2 separate regions of the Mus musculus genome follow, and region 1 is linked to region 2. A link is a contact called in public HiChIP or PLAC-seq data. All regions are on one chromosome and are shown on one strand. The core of a region is the stretch at or near the end of the contact, and the rest is flanking DNA. Distances in the headings are between cores, read along the strand shown.

Region 1 (3,138 bases), core at 32-2,531, 730 kb before region 2:
TTACATTACCTGGTTATTTTGAATAATACAGCAATAAACATAGCCATGCAAGTATCACTATGGAGTGCTAGCTAGAAGTCCTTAGGTATATACCCCAAAGCATTGCAGCTGGATTATAAAGCAGTTTTTGAGGAACATCCACACTGATTTCCATTATGAATGGGCCAGTGCAAATTCCCAACAGCTGTATATAATGAGCTATCTTTCCTGATGTCCTCACAAGGAACTATTGCCATCTGTTTTCTTCTGGCTGGAGTGAGAGAGATATTATTGAAAAATAGTTTTAATTCCCAATCTTCTGTTGGCTAAGAGTGTTAAGCATTCTCCACATATATTTATTGGCCATCTGTATTTTTTTCTTTTGATAACAACCTATTTAGTTCACTAGCTCATTTTTAATGGGATTTGGAGTTTGGCTGTTTAAGTTTTCAAGTTCTTTGTATATCCAAATATTAATTCCCCAGTTAATATGGAGTTGGCAAGAATTTGTTTTTTTGTTTGTTTGCTTGTTTGTTTTTTGGTAGGTTGTCTCTTCCCTCTACTAAATGTTTTCTTTGTTGTGCAGAAGATGTTTAATACCATGCAATCCTCCTCTGGTCAGTTTCTAGGGTGGTTGGTTTCTCATGCTTTGAAATCCTTTTGAGAAAGCTCTTGCCTATTTTTTTTATATCTCGAAGTCTTTTTTCAGTTGTCCTTGGGTAGTTTCCAAGTTTTAGGTCTTACAGTAGGGTCCTTTATCTAATTTGAATTCATTTATATACAAGATGAAAGATACTGGTTCTAGTTTCACTTTTCTATTCGTTGAAACTGTTTCCTCAATACCATTTGTTTAAAAGACTGTATTTTGTTAATTTTTTTGACAATTTTGTTTACGAACTGGGAATTTTTCAAGTTTTTGAATCAGTAGAGTGTGGTGGAAACCTCCACAGGTCCTCTAGGTAAACACTTTTCTTCTCAAATGCAGCACTGAGCGCTTTAGCTGAGGTCATTCTTAGAAACAGGATCTTCTCTGGCCATTTATAGCTCTGAACCAGTTTGCTTCCTACTAAGGGTAGTCCCAGCGATGGGGTTACCCCCTGAGCCAAGTGTTTTGGTCATGCTTGGTCATTGACCTTCAAGGAATGTTACCCTATTCTCTTTGGCTCTCCTTGAGCATACGGGGACTGTTGCTGTATCCATTATCCATGGCGCCAAGAAGCCTGAGAATCCCCTGACAGCAGAGGCTAGTAGGACGGGCTCTAGAGGCTGCCTGACGGCCAGGGCCCATTAACTTCCTATTCTAGCTCATTGTTTTACAAGTGGTCATTGCCACCTCACCACCCAGTCAGAAGCACGTTGCTGCTTTATAGCCTACTTACAGAAAATGGCTCAGCACTTAGGCATTTTCTGGTGCCCCAGGGTTCAAAGTGAAATTAATTTCCATTACCACCCATAATAAATCACTTCACTCAACACATGTATGAAATTCCATTCAGTAGACTCAAATCATTCTGGGGCCACACAGAAGAGCATACACACTTCAACTTGCACTTAGTTAATTTCTCTTCTTGAAAGAGCTTTGATGAGATTTTGCAAACAGGCTCCTAAAGAGCCAATGGAGAATGAGACAGCCCTACAAGCCATAAGGTAGTCAGCCCAGAGATCTTGGGTTTGTGCAGAGAAGTTTGATTTTTTTTTCCTGGACCACTTTCCAGAGTCCTTCTGTTTATGGCTTTCTTGTTATAAGCCCAGATGCACAGGACTAGTGATAGTGGCTTCTCTGACATCAGAATCTAATAGTCAATCCTCTGAAGCCATTGCAGGGGTGCGGCAGGGGGTGTGTGTGGATAACCATTCTGATTCCTAGTCTTTTGATAAAGGAAACTTCCAAGAGAGCCTAAGTGCTGCATTGAGCTGGATAATAAAGAAAGTAAATATCAAGTTATTTTACTGTGTCCAAGGAGGTTGGAAGGATGGTGACTATTACTCACATATAGCAAATCAGGTCCAAGGAAATTCAGTGAGAGAGGCTCAGAGTCTCCTAGCTGGAAGGTGCCTTACAGAGTGTTGTGAACACTTCCTAAGACACTAAGAGACAGTGACAGTGAGAGAGAAAAGCAAGGTAGGATAGCCTAATAGGAATTGCTGCTATTGATTGGACTCTATTCTGCCTACAAGGTACCGAAATGCAAAGTTTGTACCTTATATATACCCATGAGTCAGTATTTATTTCTTTTATAATAAGGTTTAAATTTACAAACTATTCCGAAGGTCACACAGAGTGTTCCTATGTACTTCATACACAATTTGCCCTGCTACTAATACTTTATATCATTATATAATAAATGAATTAGCATTTGTTATTAACCAAACTCCACATGCTATTTAGAATCCCTTTGCTTTTACCTGATGTCTTTTTCCATTGATGATCTATCTCAGCTTGAACCCCTCATTCTCTTCAGTTGACAAGTCTTCCTAAACATCTCATAGTTATAACAGTATCCCAGATTTTCCTTGTTTGTGGTGATCTTAACAGGTTTCATAAATTCTGGAAAAGTATTATTTAAGGGATCTCTTGATTGAAATGTGATCATTCATTATTAGACTGGGTCACTTTAGGGGGGGTATAATATAAATATTTTAGCTTCATTTGCAATGAGAAATTAAAAGCCTAAAATCAGGCCAATTATCTTAAGCCATGTCACCGATAAGTGATGGGACCATATTTGATACCCAGGTCTTTCTGAATGCAACGATACAGTTCTTAGCTATCATATAGCTTTCTTGCAGTGGCTCAATCAAGACCTAAAATGCCATGAAGACTGATGAGTAGATGTGTTAATAGAAAGGGAAATATACAGAAACTTGCTGGAGGACTAGGAATACTCAAGCACTATGATATATCTATATCTATCTATCTATCTATCTATCTATCTATATATATATATATCTATATATATATATATATATATATATATTGAATGTCTTGGATGCTCTCTGTAATCATTGAATTGGGTTAACTGTCATTATAAGGTATGCATATCTTCAAAACTTTTTGTAATTTTGCTACGCATAAAACTTTTCTTGGTATATATGATTTCAACATCAATTTTAAAAATAGAAGTATATTATGCACACCGTTCTGAAATATTTTTTCCT
Region 2 (3,402 bases), core at 522-3,021:
TGGGAGCAACCCAGTAAGTAGCACCCCTACATGGCTTCTGGATCCACTCCCACCTTCTGTTCTTTGAGTTCCTGTTCTGACTTCTTTCAGTGACGAATGGTGCTATGAAAGTAAAGCTGAATAAACCCTTTCCATCTCATATTTCTTTTGGCAGAGTGTTTTATCACAGCAATAATAGCCCCAACTGAGGCAGGATTCAAAAAGAAGTTTTGAAGGGCAATGACTGTAGTTTTTTGTTTGTTTGTTTGTTTGTTTGTTTGCTTGTTTGCTTTTTTGTTGTTGTTATAGAAGAACTTTGACACAATAGCAATAGCAATAGCAATGGAAAAGGTATGATAACCCAGGCCTGAAATCTCAGCACTAAGGAGGCTAAGCAAGAGGATTGCTATAAGTTCAATACTAGCCTGAACTGTATAATGGCTTTGAGAACAAGAGGCTACAAAAAACCAAAACCCACAACAGAACAACAAAATAAATAAGTAAGGGAGGAAACAAAGAGAGAGAGAGAGAGAGAGAGAGAGAGAGAGAGAGAGAGAGGAAGAAGAAGAAGAAGAAAGAAAGAAAGAAAGAAAGAAAGAAAGAAAGAAAGGAAGAAAAAAGAGAGAGAAAGAAAGGAAGAAAGAAAAACAAAACTCTCTTTGGCAAGACTTTTTTTTTCATAAACTCAAAACAAAACAAAACAAAAATCCAATGAGTTGGAGGCATAAGAAAATATCAAGCACATCTCATTTTTTAAAATTTCTCTGCAAATAGATCTCCTGACTAACAGGTCTCTGTCCTTCCATGTGTGTAGTAGAAGTCATTTAGTGTTGACTGGATTTACACTACTAGCATCACTTTGGGTAGACCCTTACTGAATATTTTATAGCATGCTATGTTTCTTTGTATCCTAGTTTTGATTTTTCTTGTAAAAACCTAATGAAATGTCTTCTTGAATGGCCTATAAAATATAGCCATCCTGGAAGCAGAATAAATAGTATTTATAAAGAATTCTAGAATCTGTATTTTTCACATTACAAAAACTGTGAGTGTTCAGATATATGGAGAAAATAATTCTGTCATCTGTGGGATATTTTCCAGTTTAGAACTTTTTATTTTAATTTTTCATTTTTTATTTAATTTTTTAGAGAGAGTCTCACATTTTAGTTCCAGGATGACCGGGAACTCATTATATAGGCCAGGTTAGTCTCATACTCGTGGCAGTCCTCCCAGGCCAGATTCCTAAGTGCTGGAACTGCAGGCATGAACTACTATACCTAGTTTCTAGGAAGAAGCATATTTTCCACCCATGTAGACATTTCTCAGGTGTTGTAACCTTAATATATTCTGGTTAACATCTATTACTAAACATGTAAAATCTACAAATAGTGTTCTGGGTAACGGTAGAGATTGAAAAGTAAAACCAAGCAACGTGCCCTGCATGACAATATGTGTTTCACAGCCAATATTTAGTTAATAGTAAATCTATATTGCAGTTACTCTAAAAAACTTAGGTAGGCTGTTATCTTTGCCTGGGTTTTGTAGGTGAGCTCCTTATGTGACATGGCAGGACTTAGATAGTCACAAGTTGTAAGAAGAGAGGCACAAATCCACTCTTGGGTGTCAAGTCTAGTGATCTCATTGTAGAGTACTGAGCACATTATGTGCTGCTCACCACATGGTATGATAATATGCTATTAACTCTGTTATTCATACACTAGAATGGCTTGTGAGTATATTTGTCCTTGGAAATCAAATGGAAGGCACCATGCCCATTGGCTAATGCCTAAAAATTTAGCTAATGACTCTATTCTTCAATCCAGCTGATAAAATACTTGGCTACAAACAAGCCTGGCTACAGAGGGCTGGGTTTTAGTGAGTCAATTATTAAGTGGCCAGTTGGGAAACTTTGTGAGCAGAAGTAGACTTTATTTTACAATGTGGTAAGCCCTGTAGATGTTTTATGGCTCTTAGCCAAGATGGTTTTTACGTTTCATTAATTTTCTAAAGGACGGTAGGGTGGGGACAAAGATGCCACAGTGGTCACTATTAATCATTGAATCTTCTATGTGCTGTAAAATAAAACAGAATTGACATGAAGGTAATCTCAGCTAGCTATTAAATTGAGTAATTGAGAAATCATTTAACACAAAACATGATGCATCTATTTAACCCAGAACTTCCAGAACTAGATGGTATAGTAAATATTACTTATTATATTTTACCATGTGTTGATCCCCATGATAGATATTTTATATTTAGGGATTCCATAGATCAGGTAGTCTGATCTGGAAAAGTCTCAATATGAAACATCTCTCCTTACAGAAATTACTCCTCTGTCCCTCCTCTTCTTCATTCCTCTCCCTGTCTCTGTCTCTGTCTGTCTCTTTCTGTCTGTCTCTGCCTCTGCCTCTGACTGTGTCTCTGTCTCTCTCTCATTCTTCTTTTTAAAGAGTCTTTTTAAAACATTCAGGACATCCTTGAATTTATGTTTAACCTGTTTTAGCCTCTCAAGTGTTGGGATTAGAAGTGTGTACCAAAATACTTAAAAAAAAAAATCTCTTTAAAAATCGAACAAGACACCGGAACAGGTTTACACCAGAAAACATTTCCTAACAATAAGAAAAAGTCGGAAGTCTAGCCCCTAACAAGAAGCTATTTGCAATTGATACATGCTGGGAAAGGCAATAGCAGTTTTCTTCAATGGAGTGACACACCCCAGGGCAAGGCTATTCCCAGGAGTAATCCACCAACACAAAACACACCCAGGGCTCTTTGTGATTTGCTTATTTTTAACTTTTTCTTAGTTTCTTTTGATTTTTGGCTTTGGTGGGGGGGGGGGGAGCAGAGACAGAGACAGACAGAGAGTGACAGGCAGAGAGAGACAGACAGAGAAAGACAGAGAACACAAAGTTGGGTGGGTAGGGAGATGGGTAGGATCTTCAAGGAGATGGAAAAGAATGTTATCAGAATATATTGTGTGAAAAATTACAGACTAGTCTTATACTTGTGGCAGTCCTTCTGCTTCAGCTTCTTAAGTGCTTTCACTACAAAAATAAACTACTATACCTAGCTTAGATTATCACATTACTTTTTATTAGAAATTAAGCACCTCCCCATCCTATTACCAAAATGCTTCTCTCCCTGTTAGAGCCACAAAAAGAAAGGCTGAGCAGAATAAAATCTTAGGAAAGCATGCTAGAGAGATGACTCAGTGGATAAATGCACTAGCTGCATGTGTAGAGGTCCAGTTCCCAACCTCCACGTGGTGGTACACAATCATATACTCCATATACACAGTCATACACTCCAGTACAGAGGCATCTGACACCATCTTTAGGTCTCTGTAGTTATCAGCCATTTACACAGTGCTCAACTACAATTGTAGGTATAAGCATATACACATAAAATAAAAATTAAATC

The links. HiChIP or PLAC-seq counts read pairs in DNA pulled down with a chosen protein or histone mark.
Region 1: a FOXA1 HiChIP or PLAC-seq map of pancreatic cancer cells shows a contact between it and region 2. The contact joins two enhancer-like sites. A contact is called at or near these places in 2 of 115 datasets of contacts at active chromatin or transcription factors (the NIH/3T3 cell line and pancreatic cancer cells).

The regions. Positions count from the first base shown.
Region 1 is chr2:109,404,899-109,408,036 of GRCm38.p6, reverse strand. No RefSeq gene overlaps it. Among named protein-coding and RNA genes, the nearest start is that of Kif18a, 130 kb to the right of the region's middle. Within about 2 kb of position 1,281, at least 48 of the 459 cell types and tissues checked have an H3K27ac peak or open chromatin away from gene starts, as enhancers often do. A contact at or near this core is called in pancreatic cancer cells, where this site is marked.
Region 2 is chr2:108,676,435-108,679,836 of GRCm38.p6, reverse strand. No RefSeq gene overlaps it. Among named protein-coding and RNA genes, the nearest start is that of Gm39905, 200 kb to the left of the region's middle. Within about 2 kb of position 1,771, at least 9 of the 459 cell types and tissues checked have an H3K27ac peak or open chromatin away from gene starts, as enhancers often do. A contact at or near this core is called in pancreatic cancer cells, where this site is marked.